Regions from separate parts of the Sus scrofa genome. Here all the other regions are linked to region 2. Evidence: chromatin contacts called from public Hi-C and HiChIP or PLAC-seq data. All regions are on one chromosome and are shown on one strand. The core of a region is the stretch at or near the end of the contact, and the rest is flanking DNA. Distances in the headings are between cores, read along the strand shown. Region 1 holds the start of CLN6 (ceroid-lipofuscinosis, neuronal 6, late infantile, variant). Region 2 has its middle 29 kb from the start of SKOR1. Region 3 holds the start of CALML4 (calmodulin-like 4).

What was found. Hi-C and Micro-C count contacts between places; a contact is called where the count stands out from the background. HiChIP or PLAC-seq counts read pairs in DNA pulled down with a chosen protein or histone mark.
Region 1: an H3K27ac HiChIP or PLAC-seq map of skeletal muscle shows a contact between it and region 2. The contact joins the promoter of CLN6 here to the enhancer-like site in region 2. A contact is called at or near these places in 1 of 5 promoter capture datasets (fetal skeletal muscle), 8 of 47 Hi-C or Micro-C datasets (alveolar macrophages, brain, embryonic fibroblasts and 4 more) and 1 of 2 datasets of contacts at active chromatin or transcription factors (skeletal muscle).
Region 3: a contact with region 2 is called in a Hi-C map of skeletal muscle, with 4 times the contacts expected there. The contact joins the promoter of CALML4 here to the enhancer-like site in region 2. A contact is called at or near these places in 14 of 47 Hi-C or Micro-C datasets (alveolar macrophages, brain, embryonic fibroblasts and 8 more) and 1 of 2 datasets of contacts at active chromatin or transcription factors (skeletal muscle).

The regions. Positions count from the first base shown.
Region 1 is chr1:166,123,877-166,127,635 of Sscrofa11.1, forward strand. CLN6 (ceroid-lipofuscinosis, neuronal 6, late infantile, variant) reads right to left here and starts at 2,170. Exons shown (of 7, transcript NM_001243614.1): 1 at 1,981-2,170. The coding sequence starts at 2,066.
Region 2 is chr1:165,780,674-165,784,516 of Sscrofa11.1, forward strand. No RefSeq gene overlaps it. Among named protein-coding and RNA genes, the nearest start is that of SKOR1, 29 kb to the left of the region's middle. Within about 2 kb of position 1,993, at least 54 of the 83 cell types and tissues checked have an H3K27ac peak or open chromatin away from gene starts, as enhancers often do. A contact at or near this core is called in alveolar macrophages, brain, embryonic fibroblasts and 5 more, where this site is marked.
Region 3 is chr1:166,097,849-166,101,951 of Sscrofa11.1, forward strand. CALML4 (calmodulin-like 4) reads right to left here and starts at 1,946. Exons shown (of 5, transcript NM_001244619.1): 1 at 1,707-1,946; 2 at 1,594-1,624. The coding sequence starts at 1,709.

The DNA of each region.
Region 1 (3,759 bases), core at 920-3,419, 340 kb after region 2:
GCCCAACTGTGCAATTTTAATCATAGACATATACTACTTTGACTACAATAATTAAAACAAAACAAAACCAAAAAAAACTGTCGCCATAGCAGGCAGAAGCTGGAATAGGCTCCACTGAAAGGTAGTGAGCACCTTGTCATTAGAGGTAGGTAAGCAAAGTGTGGAAGCATCAGTGGAAATCCAAGCATCCTAGGAGTTGGACAAGATGATTCTGTCTACTGTCTTCTGCAGTAATAATACTGAGAATCTGCCTAGAGGCAGCCAATGAGGGGGGCAGAGACACCCTGGAAGAGAGCCAGCCCTACATGCCACCCTCATTAGCACCCTGGCTGGTGGGGAGCTCATGCAGAAATAAAGAGGGACATCACTTCTCAGCAGCCAGAATGGAGTAGTGAGAGCAGAAGCCTGAAATCAGAAGCCCTGGGGCTAGGCCCTGGTTCTTGTACAACAAATGATGTAACCTTCTCTAGACCTGTTTTCATATATACAAAATACAAAAAGACTGAGTAGGATTCTGCATGTGGAAACCCCACACTTGAGATAAAGTGCTGACCATATCTGATATTCACAGACCGTTCCAACTGGGCTATCCCAGTTTAAGGCTGACTCCTAAGTTGCAGGGGATCCAAAACAAGAGCTGTCCTTCAGTAGCGGAAGAAAGCTACTCTCAGCCAAGTGTCTCAGATTTCTTCCCTCAGCCCAAATCATACCACAGACTTCCTAAAATTGACTCTGAGCATGCTACTGCTCAAAAACCTGCCATGGCTCCCCTGTGCCCTACAGAACAAAAACTGCATCCTTAACCTGCCATTTAGGGTGAGGCAATTAAGGCACATAGGCCCAACATTTAAATAGGCGCAAGGGAGCCATGGAAGGTTTTTGAGTGTTCCAAGAGTGAGCGTCTCCTTAAATTTTGCACTCTAGGCTCTCATTCAGGTTCCAGCCTGCAACCAGTCTGCATCCTCCTGCCACTGTACACATGGAAAGCTCCAGCACCACTGCACCGCTTGCCTTTCCTCAAGCTGGAACAGCCTTTCTTCCCCTGTCACCTACTGAGTATTTTGAGATGCACCTCAAATGCTACTACCTCCAGGAAGTCCTCCAAGATAACCTCTCAGCCCCTGCTTGGATTCTGTCCCTCCCAGGTCCTTCTGGACTCTGGGACTCTCCGGCTTCACCTCATCCACCATTTCAGCGCCTGACACAGAGCGGGGCACACCAGAGATGCTTAATGAATGCCTGTAATAGGCAACGAATGTTTCGGGATGAAGGCAGAGTGGAGGGAAAGATTTAAAAGTTGCTTCTGGCAGAGCCTCCTTGCCTGCCCGCTTGCACGTCTCACTAGCGTCCTATCTTAATAAATCGATTTTTTCCCTGAAATAAAATAAAATAAAAATGACTTCTGTACCTTCCCCCGCCCCAAGTGCCTCGTCTCAACTAAATAAACCATTAACTTCTTCCCGAGAGAACAGCAACCTTGTGAGAAAAGCCCTTCCTCATTTTCTCCCGAGGGGAGCTTCCACACTTCGCTGTCTTTCATTTACATTCCCACATTCTTGGGTTCCTTGAGGCAAGGAGTGAGCCTCATGTTAACACCAGAATCCAACTCCTATTGATGGCTGAGGGGGCAGGAGAACTCGGGGTGGCGCCTGGGGCTTGCAGGAGCCTTGGGGACTCAAGTGAGCGGGGGTGTCCTCTAGGCTCACCACCCCCACCCCTCCAGGTTTCTTGGACCCCTGAAGACGTCCCTTAGCTGACAGACTGTCCCAAAGCCGGTCAAGGCTGCTGAGCCTCCCTGGGCGGAGGGCTCGCCCGGGAAGAGAAAGAGCGCGGAGGCGGGGCCCAGGCGAGTGGGCGAGAGAGCAGCTGCAGAGCCAGAGGGGGAAAGACCCATCCCGGGCTCCGCAGCCCCGGCGCCGCGATCCCGCCCGGTCACGTGGTGGGGCCGCGGTTCCGCTCCGCCGCCCGGCGCGCGCCCACCTGGCCTGCAGGAAGGAGGCGCCCGGCTGCGCGCCCGGGCCGCCCGCCGCTCCCGGTTGCTGCCGCCTCCGCGCCGCCGCTTCCATGGCTGCCCCGCCGGCAGGCCGGGCCCTCCACCACGCTGTCCCGAGCTGGAGACTGGCTCGGTGGGCCCGGCGGCCGCTACAACACAGGCCAACCGCTGGGGCGGGCCCTCGGGAGAGCGCGGAGAGGGGAGGTGCGGGCCGGAGGCGGGGCCCCGCGGGGCGGGGCGAACGGCGGGTGCTACTCCGAGACCGGTGGATGGAAAGGGAGGCGGGGCGAGCTCCACACGAGGAAGTCGGGGCGGGAGGTAGGTGGCGTCCCCAGCGGGGAGCGGGGGCGGAGGCAGAGGCAGGCGCACCCTGCCTCGGGCCAACTGGGGCTGGGATTTGCTGGGATCCGCTCCTGACAAGGGGCGGGAGGCTTTGCCTAGGCTGCCTGAGACTCAGATATTGGTCTAAGGCAGACTAAGCACGTGGGAAATGACTCACCCGACCGGAATGCTTCCCTGAGGAGGAGGCAAGGCGAGATTTCCTTTGTCCTTGGGGAGAGGGGTTCATGTCCTTTCCCCACTGTGCTACGCACCTTCATTCCGCAGATGGAAGATGTCGCGTCTGAAAATGTCAACTTTGTGGCACTTGACGCTAGGCATTAAATAAGCCGTGGGATAGGAAGGTCGGATGCACAGGAGCAGAGACTTTTTTTCCAAGCTGGGGGGCGGGGGCGTGGGATGACGCAGATTCCAATTCTGGCTTTGTCACGCTTGGGCTCAGTGGATTCGGAAAAGTTACTTCCTTCTCTCCCATTAAAATTTGTATTAACTCTTGCTGTGAGCAGCGCACTGCGCATACAAGAACAGATGAATCTTGCTGTAGTGGGGCTTACATTTGAGGGGTGGTGGGAGGAGGATTGGTAAGTGATGTGCTGGGGAAAGTACTGAGTATTGTGTGCGCAGAGACTTGGAGAGGGTGGGTTCAGACAGGCTTCTGGAGGACCCAGTGGGTGTGCTGTGGACCTGCAGCAAAGTCAATCTGCTGACACCAGGTTCTGGTGAAGGATAGAGGGTTTACTGCAGGGTACCAAATGAGGGAGTGAGAGACAAGCCTCGCTCAGTTCCACTCCAATTTAGTCATTGAGTTAGAGGAATTTTTTTTGTTTTGTTTTCCAAAAGAGAAGAGCAAAGAAGCTGTAATTAATCAGTGTCTTGTGACATTTGTTAATTGTAGTTTCAGGAATCAGGGTAGCCCTAGTTTAAAATTCTCTGGCAGGGTGATCCATCTTGCCCTGGAGAAACGACCTGGGTTTGTATATTCATCATGACATCTATAATAGTAATTTTTGTACATTAATGACTGTCAGTTGAAAAAAAGCACAACCTGAACGTTGAGAATTATGTTGTATTTGGGGACCTTCCTGAGGGTTATAGTGGCAGCTGGTAGCCTCTCAGATAGCTCTGAGAAACTGTTCCACCCACAGAGGTTAAGGGAGGAACCAGGATAATAGAAATTTTTGCTGAAAAAAAAAAAAAGAGTCAAACATCAGAAGATTACCATTAATCAAGTGCTTTTCTATTTTTTCTCTTTTCTACTTTTTCTGGACTCATTGAAATCATTCCTTTGATGTGTCCCTTAACTATCAAGGGCCATTATCCTGTTTTTCTCCATCCTTAATTCACCTCAGGGTGCACCTTCGGGGCAGCTGCCATGGCTCGTGACTTTATGGCTGCAACATCCTTTGTTTACTGAAATGACAGGTGAC
Region 2 (3,843 bases), core at 743-3,242:
TTTCCATGTCTTGCTATATTCTTCTCCTTTCGGTGTTTTTCATATAAGAACATAAATGCCATTCTGAGCTCGCAGACCAAGCAGAAACAGGCTGCAAAGGGCCAGTTTTGGCCAACCGCTCTCACTCTCGTAGGGCGTGAACCCTCAGGCTAGGAAGGAAGGTCGTTGTCAAAGAGGCTGGGCAGCTGGGCCAGTGGGTCAGGGGTACTGCTGGGACCACAGTCCAGATTGTCACAGGGGAGTCCCCTTCTCTCCAGTCCTTTAGACTGCCCTCTTCAGTCAGCACCCTCCTGCAGACGAAGCCCAGGACCCACAAGAGGGCGCAAGTGCTTGGAGGGGATGACACTTCTAGCCTGGGTTTCCAAACTGTAGCCTCAGACCACCTGGATGCAGCTGCTCCTGATACTTCTACAGGCAGCTGCCCTGTCCCAGCCCCTGCCAGAAGCCAATCATTTAACCCCACCCACCCCACCCCACCCTGAACAATCAAGGGCCTGGCTGGGCTGCGTACCAGAGGCTGGGCCAATCGCAGGCAGAGCACTCGGTGATTTGGGGCCTGGCTTGAAAATACAGGCTGGCCATGGAGAAGTGTCTTAAAAGACCCAGAGGAAGCTGCAGTCAGTGGTGGGCTCTACAGCTGGAGGTTGGGTAGATTCAAGGGCTGGGGTGGCCACAAGGGGCCAGGTGCCAGTTGAAGTCATGGGAGAGGAGAGACTGTGGGTGAAGGAGGAGCTGGGCAGGAAGAGAAACAGAGTGGGGGCCATAGAGAGAGACAGATAGACAGCCTGGCTGAGAGACATGGTAGCCGAATCCCACAACTGCCCTGGGCCTTCCCGAGACTTGACCAGGGGACCTCACTGTATTTTCACAGCCTCCACCCTGCCTTTCTAGGGGTAAATCCCAACACTTTTCCTGGGTGAGTCCAGCAGGTCACTGATACGCTCCATCAGACCAAAAGCCATGACTGAGCAGGTCATTTCTGCTGCTGGCTCAGTTCCTCTCTTGCACAGTAACTTTATGATTTTATGCTTAGAGGGAACTTTAAACTGCAGGTTGGGGACTCTTTGTTGTTTCGTATCAGCAGGTTGGAATCTTGTCTCACTACTAAAATCCACAGATGCATGACCTGGGCCTCGCTATGCTCACCTCTTAAGTAGTCTGTGCCATTTATTATGAGAGCGTTGAGTTTTATCTGAGTCCTGTGCTCTTGAAAGGCAGGGAGGAATAAGAAACTCCCCACCTCCTTAAGTTCTGGGGAAACAGGACCTCCTTGCTCTCGCATATGCCAAGAAAACAACCCATGTACCTCCTTTGTTGCTATTCCCATGAGACTGGCTGATGACTCCCTGGTCACCTGCCTCTCTGAAACCTTAGGCGACTTCCTTTTCTTTAAGACATTTGGGGAGTTCCCATCGTGGCTCAGTGGTTAATGAATCCGACTAGGAACAATGAGGTTGAGGGTTCGATCCTGGCCTTGCTTAGTGGGGTAAGGATCCGGCGTTGCCATGAGCCATGGTGTAGGTTGCAGACGCAGCTCAGATCGGGTGTTGCTGTGGCTCTGGCGTGGGCCAGCAGCTACAGCTCCGATTAGACCCCTAGCCTGAGAATCTCCATATACCACGGGAGTGACCCTAGAAAAGACAAAAAAAAAAAAAACCCAAAAAACAACAAAAAAAAAACCCACCAGACATTTGGTGTTCATGCCCCTTCTCCCTATTCCAATAACTGGAATAAACTCTTCATTGCCTAGGGCTTTTTGCTTTAACGATTACCATAAATTGTAATCATCCACTGGGTGAGACATCTGGAGTCCCAGGTTCCAGTCCTGGTTCACCTAGGCCTGACCTCCCCTTTCCGGCACGTTTCAGTTTTGGTTGGAACTGGCTAAGGGCTCTTTAGTTTCAGGACGTGTGAATGGCAACTCAATCCCTACAGCCCACAGCCCCTGCGCGAGGAGGCGGGGCCTATCAAGCAGCTGTAACATGTGCACGCCGCCACCAGGGGGCGGCGGCTCCGCAGGAGAAGGCCCTCGCCTCTGCTCTGGCTCGCTCTTGCAGAGCCTTTAAAATCCACTTTGGAGGTGGACGCAAGGCAGCGTTTTGAGCCCTCTAGTGCTTTCCTCTGCTACACGCCGCTGCACTCTAGGCATTTGTTTTTTTGCTTCCACCTCCAGAGATTCCTCCTCCGCAGATGCCAGTCAGAAGACTCTCGAGTCAGCCCAAGCGGGGTTCACAAGTCAGTTTCGAGCTTCTAGGTTTCTAGAGCTTGCCTGGAGACCACGTCCCTTCCCTTCGCGCGGCCCTCCAGCCTCCTTTTCTACTTAAGTTGAAGAATCTCTCCGGCTGCAGGGAAATGGAGAGGCAGAAGGGAGGAGCCTGAAGAGGACTGATTTAGGGGCAGCACTTAACCAACCGGTCACAGCCGTCAGCATTTGTAGCATCGCGGTGTCCCCGTAAACTGGGCAAGGCAAGAGCTGTAACGGCCATCTGAAGGATGGGGAAACAGACTCTCAGAGAGCAAAAGTGGTTAGCCTCTGGTCACACAGCTAGTAAATGGCTTCTGCCAGAACGCAGTTCTCCAGGTCCTAAACCCGGAGCCCTTGGGGTGGGTGGCCAGGACCAGAGATGGTTCACCACTTGGAAAGGGGCCCTGGACATCCCTCAGGACAGAAACCAAAGTGCAGCCTCCCAAAAGGACCCAGATTAGCGAGTTTTAAGTATTGACATGGTAAGATGATCACGTTTGCTTTTTCAAGTGTATATGTCTACATTCGCAATGGAAAAGCAAATATAAATACCAAAGCCAAATACGAATTAAAGGCAAATATTAAACAGCCAGACTGTCCACAGTGGACTCTCTCTGTGGTTGGAATAGCAGTAGTGGGTGGAGAGTTTTCATTTTCTCTGTATTGTTCCGATTCTTCAGTCCTCACATATATAAACTAGAAAGGAGAAGAAAAATTCGATATTTCTGTTGGACAAAAAAAAATAATACCTCCTTGTTAAAGAGTTGGAAAATAAAAAAGAGCATGAAGAAAATAAAATTCATCAGTTACCCTTGTTCTTCTTCCCTGTAGACATTGATGTTTTTCTTTCTAACTGGTTTCTTTCTTTACCTAACATGAATAACAGTGTTAATTGCAGAAGAATGTTGTGAAGATTGAGTGAGAGGCTGTATATAATAGCTAACATTCCAGAAGCGTTAGCCATTTTTATATATAACAAAATCTGCCCCGTACTGTATGTATTTTTTATACGCTGCTGTTTTCACTTATAACGTTGTTTCCCATGTTGGCTCTTCTTTAAGAATATTTTTAGTGACTGCACAAAATTTCATTATATTTAAGTAAACTTTATTGAACCTATCCCTGAATGTTGAAACTTTAGATTGTTTCCAATTTTTGCTGTTAAAATAACAGTGAGATTAACATCTTTAAACATCTCTCCTTGTCAGCATTTCTGATTACTTCCTTAGATGGATTTCTGGAGGTAGGATTACTGGGACAAAGGGTGCAAATATTTTTCAGGCTTTTGATTCAGTTTACCAAAGTCCTTCCCAGAAAAATCTTGCCAGTTTACACTCCCACCTGCAGTGCGTGAGAATGCCTGTCCCAAAGCACACAAAGGAGGGATTTTTTGGGGATGGGTGAGATTCAATTATGTTGCTGGAATGAGGAGAAGGATCCCTGTGGGGAGGGAGGGTTTAAATTTCAAGAGAGGAGTTCCTGTCATGGCTCAGTGGAAATGAATCTGACTAGCATCCATGAGGATGCAGGTTCGATCCCTGGCCTCGCTCAGTGAGTTAAGGATCCAGTGTTGCCATGAGCTGTGGTGTAGGTCGCAG
Region 3 (4,103 bases), core at 696-3,195, 320 kb after region 2:
TGCCAGCTCTTGTACCCTTTGCCAAACTCAGTTTCAATTTAACCGTGACAGGAGGTGGCATGCTGGTGAATGCAACTCTTTTCCCAATGACCATGTTGTCATTAAGCCTGATGAGTGACCTTCTATTAAACTATGTTACCTTTGCGCAAATTATATTCATTAAATGGAAATCTGTCAAATCTTCAGCACTATTGATTGCTATAAAGCTATCTTAAAATGTTTTGTAGCAGAGAGAGAGGTTGGAACATTCTTTCATCTTCCATTATTTAATGGCTGATTTTAACAACCTGCTCCCAAAAATTCCTAAAACTGTACCAGCTGGCTCAAGCTAGGCAGGGAAAGCTGGCTCCAGCACACATCTAGGTGACACCTAGGCCCCATGTCAGGTTCATGGCTGACATCCTCTGTCTCTCATGGCAGCCTGGTGAGGCAGTGTCTTTGTTCCCACTTCACAGATGAGACAACTGAGGCTCACAGGTGACTGGAGCCAAGATCTGCTGCCTCCAAGTTCCCTGGGTCTTCCCACTCCATCCAGCCACCCTATCTAATCATTCATTAAACATTTGTTGTCACTTTCTTTGTGTCACATATTAGGATACAAAGGGACTCACTCTTACCTTCTTCCTTCTGGGAGAGTCAGAGGCCCCAGAGGGATGGTCACTGAGGCTCAGAACCAGGTATTGGTGGGGTGATGGGGCTGCAGTGCAGCTGTCAGCCTCAGTGAGACTCAGCCAAGTCTTGCCTTGAGATCTGGGCAAGAGAAGCCCCTGCTCTGGGCCCTCTTTTGGGGTAAGGATATCCAGCGGTCTATGCAGAGGTGCCTACTGGGAACTTGCCATCCACCCACCCATTCTCCCTCTTAGATCAAGCTCCTGGTACCCAGAACTCGGGAATCCCTGCCCAGGCAAGCCTCAGTTTACCTCCCAACCTGAGCCCTGCTGGGCCTCCCCTATCAGATCTGGGCCCCTGCGTTCTGTGTAACCCAACTCTCTGGGCTTGGCCTTGGGAAACAGAACCAGGCACAGTGAGAAATAAAGGGGACCCGGGGGATAAAGTGCTCCCTACACCAAACTAGGCTTGGTCACAGGGCAGAGGGACCTCAGAGACCACTTAAGCTGATCCCTCTTTACAGATAAGGAGACTGAGGCCCTGAGAGTAGATGCAACCTGCCAGAGAATGCAGACCTGGGCCCTTTTTCTCAGCCAATGACAAAGCCCCTTCTTTTTTCAGGCCCTCAGCTGCAGCCAGTGGCTGGCATCTCTCGGTCCACCCCCTCTCCCCTTCCCTCCCTAAACCCAACCAGCAGGTTCTGGAGGAAAACCTAGTGAGCGCCCTCTTCCATCACTGTCTTGTAAATCACACTGACAACATAACACTGACATTTCCTTCCTCCAAGCCTTGCCCCTCCCCACTGCAACCTGCCTCCACCCAACAGCCATCCCCTTGCCCATGGGTGGGCCCAGCTCTCCCCCTGCCCTGAAGCCGAAGCTGTAGCCGCCTTCCTACCCACCAACAAAATGTGAGCAGAGCAACTCGCCTAATGAGACCCATATTTCGCTGTGAGTTGCTAGTGAAAAAGAAAACTCAACCTACCATTAATTTGGTCCTGGGAAAGAAACTTGGCCTGGAGCAGAGAGAGAAAAACCGTCAGGGAGGGACCCACGAACACCCCCTGCCCCTGCCAGGCTACAGTGACCCCTACTTACCATCACGCAGGGTCCTCCGGCTGCCACCCGTGCACTCTCTGTCCCCTGCACCGCCTTCTCATTCCTCTTCCTCTCCACTTCAAGTCAAAAGTCCACCAAGCTGGGTGGAGGCCCGGGTAATAAATCCACGGCTGCCATGGAGACCAGGCCCAATGCCAGGGGTCAGATTCCAGCTTCCTGTGCTCTGCTGATGTTCCAGGCCTGCCTGCTTGCCTCCCTGGGCCGGGTAGCAGCTTGGGGTTTGAGAGGCCAGAGCTGCACAAGGGCTTCCCCTTCATACAGTCCTGCATCCGGAAGTTGATGCTCTGTAGCCAAGGGACAAACGCTATTGTTCCTTCCTAGGAACCCTCTGTGGACACTAAGAAGGGGTTGGTGACACACAGAAGGGGATGCCAGGGTCTTTCTCTCTGGAGGCTGGTAGACTCCACCTAGGTGTCAGGCACTTGGCACACTGCCTTAAGGCTCTTCATACACCATCTTGTAGGTGAAAGAAAACCCGGCCCTGATGGCACCCCTGTGACAGCCACCTCCACCCCCAGAGTCAGGGGATGCTATGGACAGAAGGGACACAGGCCCTGCTGATCTCAAGCCATTTGCTGAGTGACCTTGGCATGTCATTACACTGCTCTGTGCCTCACTGTCCTAGCCGGACCTCATCATAGGGCTTTTTGAGAGTCAAAGGCCAGAGTGCTGTCAGTTCTCATGTGTGAGAGTTCCCTCCCCTCCTTCCAGGGACTCAGGCTGGGTCTGGGGGTGAGGGGTAGGTAACTGCACTGGGAGATCTGGCCCCAAGACAGGCTACCCAGGGGGCTTAGAAGGGGCCTCTTAGGTGACTTTCTCCACCAGGAAGCCTCCCACTTTCCTTCCTTTCCCTCCTCTTACCACAGCAGCCCCCACCCTTCCTGCAGAAGCTGCTGACTCCCCATTTCCTCAGTGGTGTGAGCTCTACCCCCACAGCTGCCCATAGCCCCTGAGGATGTGAGTGGAGCTGCTGGACCCGGCACAGCTGGGCTCTCCCCATTGGGCACCCAGATACCTGCTGTATCCTTGTCCACGGCTGGTGGCTGCCCGGCCTGGGGGCCCCAACTCCAAGGTCCACCCACCTTATTAGGACCAGCACAGAAGGCAGCACAGGTTGTGTGCAGCACCAGAGCTCCCAGCCCAGGGACAAGTGAAGCCTGCAAAGGGGCTGCACATGCACAGAGGAGGGACCTGTTGCTAATCTGTGGGGACACATGGACAGGTGGGGCCCTCCTTTGCCCACCATTCTCCCTCCCTCCTCCAACCGCCTCCATATGGAAGGTTCCCTTTACCTCTACACTATCAGTCACCTTCACACCCATTTCTAGACCTAGAGATGTTCAGCTGGAGGCTTCTGACCCCTCCCTGTTGGGGCTGAGAAGAGGAAAGTTTGGTGGAGAGCAAGAGAGGAGGGGAGCTTCTCATTAACAGCCTTGGGGTGGGGGGAGGTGGGGAAAGGAGATGGGACCATGGAAGTGCGAGAGGGGCACAGAGTGGCAGCTTGGGGGCCAGGGGGTTGGGGGGGCTGGAGTGTCCAGGCAAAAATGCACTCAGAATCGTCCTGCCTTTGGAAAGGGACTCTCAGGGGAGACGTGGCTGGGCTTCATCCAGCTAAGGGCCAGAGACACCAGTGATTTACTGGACAGGGCATCTTGTCTGAAGCCAAGTCCTGGAGTGGCACCCCACTGTGTATGGCAGATGGCAGGTAGGACATTTCTTGCTGGGGGGTGGGGGGGCATGGCAGAAGCTACTCTTTATAGGGGGAGTTGACATTGGGTTGGCTCATCAGGTACCAGGGAAACCAATGGCTGGGGCAGGGGGCAAGTGAAGAGGCAATTACTAATTAAGCCCTATGATTAAGAGGATTGGATAGTCATGCAAGTAGGATACAGGTGAAGCAGGAAGTGGTCGAGCAGGGGCTGTGCAGAGAGCAAGAGAACAGCCATCTTGAGTGGCTGACCATACACTCCATCCCTACATGCCCTGCAGTCTCAGCCCACTCTTTTCCACTATATTCCTGGGGGGAGGAACAGAGGTGCACTGCAACCAAACCCCACAAATGCAGTGCAGACAACTCAGCAGCTAAAATATCAAGAGTAAGATAGTCAGGATACTAAAGATAGTAATTCACCGGGGGGGGGGGCAAATTTTGGAGCCAGGTGCTTATTGGGTCGATTTTTCATGAAGTCCAGAGGAGGATGACAATGGCGTCTCGCTGTAAACTCAACAATCAGATTCATTTCCAAGTGAGGCCACCGCTGTGGCCCTCCGCTTGGGCTAGGGATGAAATTTAAGGCACAACACAGGAGAAACCATAACCATTAAACCAAACACAACCCGTACCAGCATCCTGAGAAAATAGCATCCCTGCCCGTG